Linked DNA regions of Mus musculus: region 2 is linked to region 1. A link is a contact called in public HiChIP or PLAC-seq data. All regions are on one chromosome and are shown on one strand. The core of a region is the stretch at or near the end of the contact, and the rest is flanking DNA. Distances in the headings are between cores, read along the strand shown. Region 1 holds the start of Anpep (alanyl (membrane) aminopeptidase). Region 2 overlaps Ap3s2 (adaptor-related protein complex 3, sigma 2 subunit).

What was found. HiChIP or PLAC-seq counts read pairs in DNA pulled down with a chosen protein or histone mark.
Region 2: an HNF4G HiChIP or PLAC-seq map of pancreatic cancer cells shows a contact between it and region 1. The contact joins the enhancer-like site here to the promoter of Anpep in region 1. A contact is called at or near these places in 2 of 39 promoter capture datasets (the SN4741 cell line and liver), 12 of 484 Hi-C or Micro-C datasets (3T3-L1-derived adipocytes, bone marrow-derived dendritic cells, bone marrow-derived macrophages and 7 more), 14 of 115 datasets of contacts at active chromatin or transcription factors (bone marrow-derived dendritic cells, bone marrow-derived macrophages, embryonic fibroblasts and 9 more) and 4 of 9 other capture datasets (adipose tissue, bone marrow-derived macrophages, macrophages and 1 more).

Annotation. Positions count from the first base shown.
Region 1 is chr7:79,844,606-79,851,160 of GRCm38.p6, forward strand. Anpep (alanyl (membrane) aminopeptidase) reads right to left here and starts at 3,605. Exons shown (of 21, transcript NM_008486.3): 1 at 3,540-3,605.
Region 2 is chr7:79,877,998-79,884,552 of GRCm38.p6, forward strand. Ap3s2 (adaptor-related protein complex 3, sigma 2 subunit) reads right to left here. Exons shown (of 6, transcript NM_009682.3): 5 at 4,469-4,576; 6 at 1-2,615. The coding sequence ends at 2,487. Among named protein-coding and RNA genes, the nearest start is that of Anpep, 33 kb to the left of the region's middle. Within about 2 kb of position 3,239, at least 103 of the 459 cell types and tissues checked have an H3K27ac peak or open chromatin away from gene starts, as enhancers often do. A contact at or near this core is called in the SN4741 cell line, adipose tissue, bone marrow-derived macrophages and 5 more, where this site is marked.

The DNA.
Region 1 (6,555 bases), core at 2,355-4,854:
TCTGGGCTCCTCTGCAAAGGGCCCTGGTGTCTGGATGTGGCTTAGCTCAAGGAATGGCACCAACCCAGGCTAGGGGTGAGTGGGTGGGCTTCACAGTTCCTCACCTTTGGGGGGACTCCAAAAAAAGTCTCTCTCCATAGCCCCTGCCTTGGCACAGGCTCTTCCACGCCCAGCAGGCTGTGGAGGCTTTAGGGTTCCTGTTATCCTGCCCTGTCAGCGTGCTCAGCGGGGAGATCTTCCTGAGTGTGTGGGTGAGGCGGCTGTCACTGCCTTCAGAGTGAGACTGAGACAAGTTCAGGCCAACACCATCCCTGAACTTGACCCTCTGGTTGCTTCTCTTCACACCCAGAGCCAGCTTTTCTCAGGCACCTGAGCCTCTTAGTTCTGTCCTTTGTTCCTCTGGTTCTTTGGCCAGATATACCCTTCCTCTCTTTCTAGTCAAGCTCTTCTTCATACTTCAAACTCCAGCTAAAACATCACAACCTTGCCGTGTCCTTAATGCCACACTCCTGTGACCTCCAGTTCTCATCTCTTTCACATATGTCACTTAGGGAAAGACCCTGGCTGTGGCAGCTCTCTCAGCAGACAGCCTGTGCTTCACCACCACAAAAGTGACAAGATGATAGCTAAGGCACCCAAGAACTCAGACCCTTGCTTTGGGGACAGCTCCACCTTCCACCCTGCGCTCTGAGACTGTGCACAGAAGCATCTTCGTCATCGTCCAGGACATCATTTGCTTAATATTTTTTCTCAAAACAAATTCACCTTAATTAGCCTGATGAGCAATAAGGACCTGGATGTGGTGTGTTAAGTTACTTTTTTCCCCCCTGATTTAAGCTCACCTCATCCCACTGGTGAAAACTACTCATCAAGGTAACCCGAGACTACCCTGTATAGCTACTGCTGCTGCTGCTGTTGCTGCTGCTGCTGGAGAAGCTACCACTCTGTCCTGCCTGATCTGGGATGTCACTACTTCAGTGCAGGCCTTGTCTGCAGAAAGCAAGTCTCCTGCCTTCCTTCCAATGCCTCCCCCATGTCTGGCAGGTCTCAACCACCAAACCCTATCTAGGACACACACACATACATTTACCACATATCATACACAAACACACACTACACACACAAACAGACATATACACACACCACACACAAATACATACATACATACATGCCACACACATACACACGTCACATACGTACACACATGCCACATGCAAACACACACACATGTCACATACACATATCATACACAAACACATGCCACACACACATACCACACAGCATATACCACACAGCACATACATACACACCACAAACACCACATACACACACACAAACACACCACACACAAACACACCACACACATACACACCCCACACACTCACAACACACAAACAAAGCACACACACACCACACACAAATATATTTATATATACGTGCACACAAAAACACACACATACACATACCACATACATATATCATACATAAACACACACCAGACACATACACAAACACACACATACTCACACCACATACAAACACACACCACAAATATACATACATGCCACACATCAACACACACGTACACATATCATACACAAACATACTATATACACACATATACCCACAACCATACAACACACACACAAACAAACACAAACATACCACACAAACATAGGCACACACAGGCAAGCACACCACACATACACTAGGTAGTCTGGGCTCCATACCACATCTCAGTTTATCTCCAAAGCTCTCTGAGTTCTGGTGTCAGCACTGTGAGACTACACAGCAGGGAATTCGGGGATAGTGTGTAGCCTCTCTTCCCACTCTGAAGTAGCAGTGTATAGAGCCAGGGTTAAAACCAGGCCCCAGAGCAGGACCATCCTGGCTGATGGCCTATCCCCATGTCACAGCTGGATTGGGCTGGGCTGGGCCAATCCCCAGGGTGCTTCCTTTGGGAGCTCTGGACACTCCATTCTGTGGGAACCACATTAAACCCATGGCAGGTTGACCTTTGTGAGCCAGAGCAGTGTCCCTGTGGGGCAGGGACAGAGGGGCTTTGTAGGGCAAGCGAAGTGCACTAGTCATACAGTCCCACACTTTCTTTGATGGAAGTGGCTTTAAAGGCCACAAGAAGGACAGATTCCCTTCAGTCAGACCATGATCAGGAATGGGGAACTGTTCTGAGAAGTGATACTCATAAGACGGGGGTCAGCAGAAACTGCTACAAACACAGTTCTGCAGAGGCCTTGCCCTGCCCTCATAGGTATAATCTATAGGATCCCTCAGCCTGAGGTGAGTGGCTACCAGCCTGCTGGGATTCTGGGCTGAAGGGCGAGCACCTTGCAGCGGCCCCCTCAGGAACTCTGCAGGGTATGCATGTGACCCTAGGTTCAAATCCTGTGGAGTTGGGGGAGAGTACCATAATCAAATCCAGAGGCTGAGGCAGGAGGATTGCCTAGAGATCCAAGCCAACCTAAGCTATACAGCTCATTGCTCAGGTATTCCACAATCCACCGTAGCCACAGTCCTAGTTCCTGTACCTGGCCTGTCACATGTAGGAAAAGCTCCCTTCCCCATGGGGAATTGTGGCCAGTCTTCCTGTTTGGTGCCGGGCCACCTCCTTCTTACTAGCCACCCACGCTGACAGAGGTGGGAGGCCACCTGCTCCAAGTTCTACTTTCACAAATAAACTGGCCAAGGTCCTGACATCCCTAGACCTCAGATCCATCAGTCACAGAAGTGCCCTGAAATCTCCCAACAGCACATGTCACTGGTATCCTCAGAGCAGGATTGGGTTTTAAGTCACCAAAGCCCAGACTCTCCAGGGCAGGCAGCCTGCCTTATTGGAGGTAGTCTATTTGGAAAGACCCCTCTGCTGAAAAAGCTTGGGTTGCCACCAGCTCTGCTCTCTGGAGGCCACCGCAGCAGAATCCTGGTGCGCATCCAGGAGGCATGCCTATCTATGCATGGGACGAGCACAGCAACCGAGGGTCTAGGATAAAGTCTAGTTCCCGTCTCCTCACAGAGGCTGGGGCACAGGGCCAGGGCCGCCGCTCTAACCCGACTGGGACTGTAGAGCAGAAACATGTGTCTTTGCTCCGTGACTTCCAGGGGTCAGCGTGCACCTTCTGTTCCACTCGCGCCATCCCTAGTCCTCTATACTTCAGCCATTCTGTATCCTCTCATCTCTGGCTCCGTCCTCTATGTGTCCCTCACCACCCGCCCTCTAACCCTTGAGTCTGGCCACCAGACTCCAGCTACCGTTCCTGGGCTCCAGCCACCCCTTTTTCTCCAGGCCTGGCCATCTTCTGTCACCAAGGCCGGAGCTTCCCTCGGAGCCCTGCAGACACCTGGAGGCCAAGAGCCGCTGGCACCCTCGGGGACTCACTCCAACAGCTTCGGCAGCTCCCGGACCTCAGTTTACCCATCTGAGTAGGGGCAGAAGCTTCAGTTGGCTCCCGCACCCCAGATGCCAAGCCCCACACCCGGTGTCCCCAAACTTCCGCAGCCCATGGCTGCCTTCCCACACTTGCCTAGGACTGCACGCTTCTCCGAGCTGCTCCTGCCTCGCCTCCGCCCGCCTGCTCTGGCGGGTTAAAGGGAAGTAACCCGAGCCCACCACCGCTCCGCCCGAACTACACCCGCCCCCCCCCACCCGGCTCCGCCCGCGCTCCTCCCCGCCTGCACGCAAACAGCCGCTCCCCCGACGGTGCGGCCCCTGGCCCCCAGCGCGCCAGACCCAGACCTCTCGCCCTCACCCACCCACACTTCGCGCCGCCGCTGTCCCAGTGTCTCGCCCACCACATCTGGGAGACATCTGCAGCTGGAGGGAGGGGCTCACAGCCTCAAAAGTTTACAGGATAATCCCCACAGTTCTGGAGGCTTTCCACAGAACTTAATCTGATTATCTTTTCTTCTTCTTCTTCCTTCTTCTTCTTCTTCTTCTTCTTCTTCTTCTTCTTCTTCTTCTTCTTCTTCTTCTTCTTCTTCTTCTTCTTCCTCCTCCTCCTCCTCCTCCTCCTCCTCCTCCTCCTCCTCCTCCTCCTCCTCCTCCTCCTCCTCTTCCTCCGAACTTATTATGTAGTCCAGGCCAAGCTCAAACTAGCAACAATCCTGCTTCACTGCTACACTTTTTCCATGAGCCTGGATCATCCACCAATTCTAACTTTTTCTTCCTTTCTCTTTCTCCCCTTCCTCCCTCTCTCCCTCTCTCCCTCCCTCCCTTATTTTCTTCTAGTACTGTGGTTTAAGTCCAGTGCCTCATGCGTACTAGATAAGTGCTCAGCCGTGAGCTACATCCTCAGCCCTTTTCTTTTTTCTTTTATTTCTTTTTAAAGGAAAGGGCTCACTGAATCATCCAGGCTGACCTTGAACTCACTGTAGCCCAGACTGACCTTGACTTCAGCCTCTCCAGGCCAAGCTCTGGCTAACTCTTGACACCTAGGCTGTCTTCAAGAAGTCAAAGTTATTAGAAGCCTCTAGCAAATAAAGGATTGCATCCAGGAGTTTATGCTTCTTGTCCCCATTCCGCTTCGAGATACTGTGTGTTCCAGGGCACTCCCTCCCTGGGCATCTTTTTTATTGGCAATTCAGGGTACCATTTCTATTAGTTTCCTATTGCTGCTATAATAACACAAACTTTAAAAGACACATGCTTATTCTCATACTGTTTATAAATCAGACTCACTGTACTGAAACTCGGGGTGTCCGTGGGAAGCTTCCCTTCTGGAAGCTCTAAGAGAGAGCATCTTTGTCTTTTCCGATGGCTAGAGGCACCCACATTCCTTGGCTTGAGGCCACCTTTGGAGCGAGGAGTGACCGGTGCTTCAACTCTCGGCTTTGTCATTCTGATACTGACTGGCTTCTCCCATGCGATGCACCCATATAATTCAAGGTGATCTCCCTGTTCCAAGGGAGACCCTGAGCTGTCGAACCCCATACCTCTACTTACCTGTAGGAACTCCGGTTTAGAGGCATCGTAAATGATGTCCTCTCTACATTCCCATCCTCTCCATTGCTAGACAGCTTAGCTCTACTCTTGCCCTACCTCATGGCCAGGGGGTTGCTATGCGATTGCCCTCCTACTGAGTCACACCTTGTCCCAGACTAGCCTTGTTTTCTTCTCAAACTGTCCCTTCTTTTGGGATCAGATGGCTGGGCCAGGGTGCCTTTAGGCAAAGCCATGAGGCAATTCTAACTGTTCTGCTGGATTGCAGCTTTCCTAGAGTTGTGAGTTGCCTGCAAAATAAGAGTCAGTGGGCCCCGGAGAGCTCTGAGAGTCAATTTCAGATTTCCTTTTGCTTCAAGACCCACGCCTGCCTACTTCCTCTGTCATATCTGGCATGGCTGACAAATCAAAGATGGGCTAAGGCAGGCCAAGAGAGAGTGAACTCTGGGCACGCTCCCACCTCAGTCTTGGACAGGGGGTGTATTGAGAGGAACCTGCAGTAGGAGAAGGGCGCCTGCTCTTTGAGGAAGCTGTGGGGTTGAGAATGAAGGTGGTTTTCGGGAACTCAGCCTAAGGGAGTTGAAAATGTATGTATAGGCTTCTTGCTGCTGTATAATTCATAGTAGTGGAAAGGAAAACATAGCTTAAGCATTCTGCAATAGGGGCTTGGCTAAATAAATTATAGTCCTCTCATATGGTGACATACCATACCATCATTAAAAACACGTCATGTTTTGGCTTGGGGCATGGCTAAATGGATAGAGAATGTTCAAGGCCCTGGGCTCAATGGATCTCTACCACTGAAGTAAATGTATGTAATATTTCATATATAGCAAAACATACATATTTCAGTGAAACCACAGGGGGATTTTTTAAAAGGGGAACCTGAGAAGAAAGAGAGCCTGTTTAAGTGTTTTAGCAAATCTGAGGCCTCTAAAGAAAAATCAATACATTTGACTACATAAAGAATTAAAATTTCAAAATAACGTGAGAAGAAAGGGGGTAAAAACATTAAAATGTCAGCATTATGAGCTAGGAACATGACTCAGTGGGTGAGTGTGCTTGCTGTGCAAATATAAGATCCCCGGCTCCCATGTAAAGAGCAGGCGTGGTGACCAGGACCCCTGGAAGAGCAGTCAGCATTAACCGCAGAGCTGTCTCTCCAGCCCGTTTTGTTTGTTTTTTTAAGACATTGTCTCCTATAGCCCAAGCTGGCCAGCTTCTATGGCCAAGCTGGAACTCACTATGTAGCCAAGGCTGGCCCGAATTCATAATTCTCTTGCCTCTGCCTCCTAAGTACTGGGATCATAGGCATAGGCCTGGAAAGATACTGGATAACTCTTGATAAAGTAAATAAAGATTTTAACTACAAGATTTTTGTTGTTGTTTTTGCTCCCAGTTCAGTGGTAAAATACTTATCCAGCATACAGGGGCTCAAAACCCAGAGAGTCTGAGGGGAAGCAAGGGATGAGGGAGGGGGGCTACTTACTAACTAGTGATGTATCCTGTCTGCAATCCTTGCTGAGGCAGGAGGATCTCTATTTCAAGGTCAGCCTGAGCGACACTGAAAAATCTGTGTAGCTCACAGATTTTTAACGTAA
Region 2 (6,555 bases), core at 1,989-4,488, 33 kb after region 1:
CACTGATGTCTCAAGAGCAAAAGGAACACCCCTCTCCAGAAGGACCAAGGACTTCCTCTATGTCACAGCAAAGTGCACAGGGCACTTGTAATCTCAGCATTTTGGAGGTGATGCAGGAGGATTGAGAATTTAGGTTACAAAGTGAGATCTTGTCTCAAAGCACAAAGGGGGGAGAGGGAAAGAGGAAGGAAAGGAGGGAAGGAAGGAGGGAGGGGGGAGAGAGAGAGAGAGAGAGAGAGAGAGAGAGAGAATGAGAATCTCAGACAATGGCTTTCTTAATAGCAGACAAAGTAGATGCAAGTCATTAGCAATGAATTAATCCCTCTGGCTTGACTAGAGGAATTGAGTTTTCCAAGCCTGAACCAGCAGACTGTCAGGGGACATGGTGCAAGCCGTTGTGTGATGCTTGCTTTTGCAGTCTACAGTACCAGGACACAGTTTTGGGGAACCAAGTAGTTTCTAGCAAGCAAACACCTGAAATCTAAACTACCTGGGAAGCCAAGTGCTTCCAACTCAATGGTGCCTTAGGCCAACAGCAAGCATACTTTAGAGCAGCACTGTGGCCCTTTTGACCCTCAGCCTGACAGCACTCTGGGCGGCTCCATCTCAGGCAATTAACTGAAGGGACACAGGATCCTCCACTCTCCTCTGCCTACCTTAGAGAACTAAGCCTGTCTTTATTAGTTTGTGAGATTGCTCAATCCCCTGAAGTCTCAGTTTCCCTGTCTGTCATCTATAAAAGAGAGGGTTGTAAAACTGGGAGAGACTATCTTGAATAGTAAGGAGAAAAAAAAAGAGCTTTGGAGCCAGGCAGGCACGTTTCCAACCTTAGCCCTGGGTGACAAAAGTCTGCTTAACCAGGCAGTAAAATGTCCATGGGTGGGGCCAGAGAGGTGGCTCCAGTTCAGAGCACTGCTGCTCTTGCAGAGGACCTGAGTCTGCTTCCCAGCACCACAATTTTAGGGGGCTTCTCAACCTCCTGTTAATTTGAGGTCCAAGGAATTCCATACCCTTCTCTAGCCTCAGAGGGCATGTATACTCTCCTCTGGCCTCAGAGCATACCATCAGACAGACAGACAGACAGACACACCCCAGAAATAAAATAAAGCTTAAAAAAATGTCTCTAGTAAGGACTATTAAAGGACTCTTCATGTCCCCCTAGAGCAAATGCTTGATTCCAGCCACTGTAAAAGGAGATGAATGTACACAAATGGCAATAAAATAACATAAAATAGCAATGAGATGCTTCCAGAGAATGCAGTAGGATTGATCTCAGGTCTGTCCTCTAGCCAAGTGCCCACCATCACTGCAGCTCTGACAGAGGACTGAAAGGTGAGGACAGGATGCTGCATCAGCACCGGCAGAGTGCAGGAAGCCCTGCTGGGGACTGAGACACACTGGGTAAGACACACGGTCTCCTAGGACATCAGCATCACAAGCCATGGAAATACACTATCCTATCGGGAGGGAGGGAGAGGGGCCTGCGTGGGGCGGTTCCCCATGGCGGTGCATCAGCCTCCACACCAGCACATGCAACTTTGCAGGGTTCCAGAGCTGTAGAATGTCAACCAAGGGAGCCCAGTGTGTTCACTGCAGGACTCAAGCTGGGAAGCACACAGCACTACAGCTAGCATGCTGCAGGCTCAGCCCATATAGCACCCAGCCCAGGCTCCCAGCTCTAGAATCTGAGACTGGTTAGTGGATTCTGAGCAAGTGTGTGTATGTGGGGACTTCTTCATTCACAGCACAGCACTGAACCTTCTGCTTCCAAGAGAACAGTGTATTTTAAACTTGGGAAAAGTCATAACCTAGGAGGGATCCAGTCGCCACAGTCTACAGACATTGGTCTCCTCTGCGAGAGGGTTCTGGGGGTCGCACCAACTCTGTGTGTGTGTGTGTGGGGGGGGGGGGTGGTAGTGGCACGCACACAGAGTGTGACTTAAACCATCCAGCGCACAGATGCCTCTGACAACAAGACTAGGTATATACTAGGAAACTGCTCTGCAGCAACTGCGGACCACAATGCTTGACCATTCAGAGGGTATAGAGGCCCTAGCAGAGGTGGTGTACACCCTGCCCTCACCTGCCACTTACCATGCCTGACAGCTCAAAGGCTAGTCTTTCCCCCTGGTCTTTCCCCCAGTAAGTGATACAGGATCTCAGAAGCCCTTGGTGCTAGAGAGGAAGTCAGATGTGTTCAGTCCCAGTGGTGGGGCCCTGGGAAGCAGGTGGCGCGTTCACAGTCCCTGGCCCTGAGGGCAGCTGTGTGGGGGAGGCGAAGGAGCAGTGGCTTAGTGCCCTGATGTCTATCACAGCCGTGAGTCAGGAGCAGCAGGATGGCCAGGAAGTGTGCACCCAACTCCATTCCCACTCTGGGAAAGGTGCAGGGCCCCAAGGTGCGACTCTAAAGGCTCAACGGGGTTCTGCTTCTGGACTTGACTGCTTTGCTCATCCTGCGAACTCCAGTTCAGCCCAGTCCCCCACCTTCACACAAACTGGGACAGGTTGGGGACTTTGATGTTGAGGTCACCGATGTTGATGTTCCTGGGGATCTCAGGGAGGTTGATGTTCTTCACAGCGGACACGGCCCTTGCTGGAGCTGCAGAGAGGCCGCCCTGGAAACGAGAGGAGAGTGTTAGTCGATTTCCAGTGTCGTCTGCTTAAATCCTAAAGCAGATGACAGAGATCTAAAGCATTCCAGATGGCACATACAAAAGTCTTCATTCCTCATGGGTGTCAACAAAGCCCTATTTAGCTATGTGCAGCCTTGCAGCCTTTGCTGCCGTCCCACTACAGGGTCTGCAAAGGTGTGCTGTGCCCTGTGCTTCATGCACTTTTATAGTTATGGCAAGTAACACCACGCTTGGCCCATGGGAGTTGCTCAATAAATACTTGGTAGGGAACTCTGAGATGATTTATCTAAGTCCTATGACTTGAGGGTACTAGATTTACAAAGCAAAACAAAATGAAACCCTTTCCTTAAGAGTCTACCTTACAGAAAAGTGCAAAGCCAGAGAAATTCCTTTGAAGGAGAAAGAATGTCAGCTTTCAGACAACAGCCTGCCAGCTAGTGCGAGCTGAAAAGGATGGGCTTTGGATGTCACGTGGCTACAGGCTGGGAAGCAGTAACCCTGGAAAATCAGCCTCCAGGCCCTCCAGGCTCAGCAGGGAGTAGAGGGGGTGACACAGGCCTGAGAGTCACTTACTGTTCTAACCCACAGCTCTCAGGACACTCCCTCTAGCTCTGCCCTTCCCCTGCATGTCTGCCTCGGCTGGTTCCAGACCCCTTGCCTGACTCACTCACTGTGTCTGGAAGCCTCCCAGCCTGCACTTCTCAGAAAACCCTGGCAGGCAGAGCTGTGGTCAGAAAAACTCTGATGAGATGAGCAGTCTCATAAGAAGGACTCCTGGTTTTGTAAGACAGGTTCCATTCACAAAGCAAAGAAACCCACTCAGACATGTCACTCAGAGATGTCACCATCCCACTATTTCTGCAGCTGTGAGGGGTACCCCTCTAACCCTGCTCACTGTGGGGCTGAGGTGGGTGAAGACCAGGGTGGGATTGGCCTGGCTTCACCATGAGCTCCTCCATCAAGCTCAGAGCCACATGAGGATAAGGAGGCATGGTGTTTTATTTTCCTTTTTTCTCTTTTTTTGGTTTTTGGAGACAGGGTTTCTCTGTTTAGCCCTAGCTATCCTGGAACTTACTCAGTAGATCAGGCTAGCCTCAAACTCACAGAGATCTGCCTTCCTCAGCCTCCCGAGTTCTGGGATTAAAGACATCTGCCACCACTGCTTGTCAAGGAACGCTTTTCTGTTTGCTTTTTGAGACAGGGTTTCTCTATGTAGTCCTGACTGTACTAAACTCACTATGTAGACCAGGCTGGCCTCGAACTCAAAGATCACCTGCTTAAGTCTCCTCAGTGGTGGGACTTAAAGTGTGTGCCATCACCACCTGCCCAGGTATGGTATTTCCAAATCAGCATTACTGTAGTTTTGAAGAAGCTTCACTGAAAGTAAAGAATCTTGACCTTCCAGAGGCTACGAGCTAACCACAAGCTATGGCTGCTCACATACGGACCGCAAATGTGAGTCATAATCATATTCCAGAGGCTGGCTGTCCGTCCTGCCATCTGCCTTTCCTTTAAGCCAGAGATCTCAAGTCGCCCTACCAGTTTAATGTTTACACTGGCCTTCATGTTAGTGTAGTCAAACCAAGGAAGACAGGAGGGAACCACCTCCTAAGGACTCCAAGAAACAGAAGCCCTCACAGCAAACACAGACCCACGCAGCCCACCCAAGCCCACCCAGCAGACATAGCCCACTCAAGCATGCACAGCCCACCCAAGCCCACCCAAGCTCACCCAAGCCCACCCAGCAGACACAGCCCACCCAAGCTATGCATGCTCTACACAGGTACATGTTCCTCCCTGTACCCAGTCAGGACACAGTGCAGCTGCTTCCTCACCTCCGACTTCTCCAGTCGGTTTTGAGCTTCGATTTGAGCCACAATTTCATTCATGTTTGTCTCCAACACCATTCCACCCATCACCACCTCCTGCAGGATGTAGTGCACCTAGAAGAGAGGCATCAAGACTCAGAGCACAGCACAGTAGTTTGCCCCGGGGGCAGCAGCAGAGGGGTCAGACAGGCCACATTCTGATTCATGACACAGCCAGCCCCTCACGGGAGACCACAAGACTTCATGGTCTTCTATCAGCAATGGCAGTAGGGTTTGGTTCGCTCAAGACAATGAGGTGGTGGCTGAGGCTTCCAACTCAGACAGGTCATGCTTAGATTCTAGCCCTGCTGTTTGTTAGCTAGGTGGTCTTTGGCAAATTATTTTCTCAGCACTTCAGCTTCCTTCCAAAACTCGGGAATAAATGGCCGGGTGAGATACCTAGATGGAGAACTAAACAACGCTTTGCTAGTGCCTGCTACACGCTGGGCCCCACATAAGTAGAGACGCTTTTCTGTCATCCATTAGACTGTCATCACACTGGCTGGCATTAAGTAGATCTAAGCAGCTGAAATGGTCTAAATGCTCTCCTTAGTGTGCAGCTCACAGTTTCCAGCCAGCCAGCAGTTCTCTAAGCAAAACCAAATCTCGATGCACTACCGGGATGGAGCAGAGGCAATGCAACCACTACACAGGGAGACAGAAAGGCTGCCATGGAGAGCCCTGGGTGCCATCATAACTGGTTTATAGTCATGGGAATTCAACAAAGGGCATTGTGCATGGTAGGCAGGAGCTCAACCACCTAACCAGCATCCTGCAGCCGAGCGGTGTTCTTGCTAAACTGCTCAGGATGGCCCTCTGCTCTCAACTAGATGTTGCCAACTCTTGCAGGTCCAACCTGGCACTTTATATTTCAAATAAATTGTAGCAACGAGACTTGTAATTACTTTCTGTTAAACCTTCTGTCATCAAGTGAGTACAGAACTTTTGGGCCAGTGCACAGGAGGCCAGAAAGGCCCTGGGAAAGCAATTCAGCTGCAAGACTGGTGGGTTTGCAAAGCTCTTGGGCTTAGCTAAGACAGAGCTTCACGTAAGAGGGAGACTAAAGACAAGGCTGAGAGGGTAGCTTGGGTTAAAGCAGGATATCCTGTTTGTGTTTGTGTGTGTGTATACATGCGCGCATGCATGTGTCCCAAGTTTAGACCACTGACCTCCAGTCTCAAGTCAAGTGTCAACTTGTTCTTTGGAGCCAAGAAAGTTGAAGAAAAGATGTGTGTGCCTGTTTTCATGCATTTGACTGTGTTCTTAGATTCTGCCCACAGCACAGTAAGCTGAAAGGAAGCACTAACACGTGGAACTGGGATTTGTCCTTTGACCTTGGGGAAAGAGTCCATAATGAAGTAATCCTTCTGCGCAGCCATTATTATGACTTATAACCACTTCTCTGCTCTCTCCTCTCATTCCTAAATTCTATACAACGTACATCACCCATAGTATACATGAATTTATATCTATATGTAAATAAAACTTAATAGTAAAAGTTTCATATTTAGGCAACTTAAAAAATGTTATGCAAGACTGGTTTTCATATTATTCCTTGGGGGAACTCCATTGCGTACACTTCCCTATCAAATAGTCCTCTGGATGTATTAACTGTGGGAGTTCCTCAGAAAGCAAAAACAGAACTACTGTATGACTCAACAATTCAGTGTCTGGGTACACACTGAAAAGACTGAAAGCAGAGACTCAAAGAGACATTTATACACCCACGTGCACATAAGATATTTAAACACCCATGTGCATATCAGCAATAGTCACAATAGACAAAAAGTAGAGCAGTCCAAGTGTCCACTCTCAGATGAATGGATTAATAAAATATGATGTGTCCATAAAATAGACTACTATTCTGTCTTTAAAAGGGAGGAAGTTTTATACATGCACACACCTGTGCAATACAGATAAACCCTGAGGACACTGTTGTAAGTAAACTAAATTAAACACAAAAAGATATACTACAAAATGGGTGTGGTGGTGCACAACTTTCATCCCAGCACTCAGGAGGCACTGGCAGATGGATCTCAGAGTTTGAGGACAGC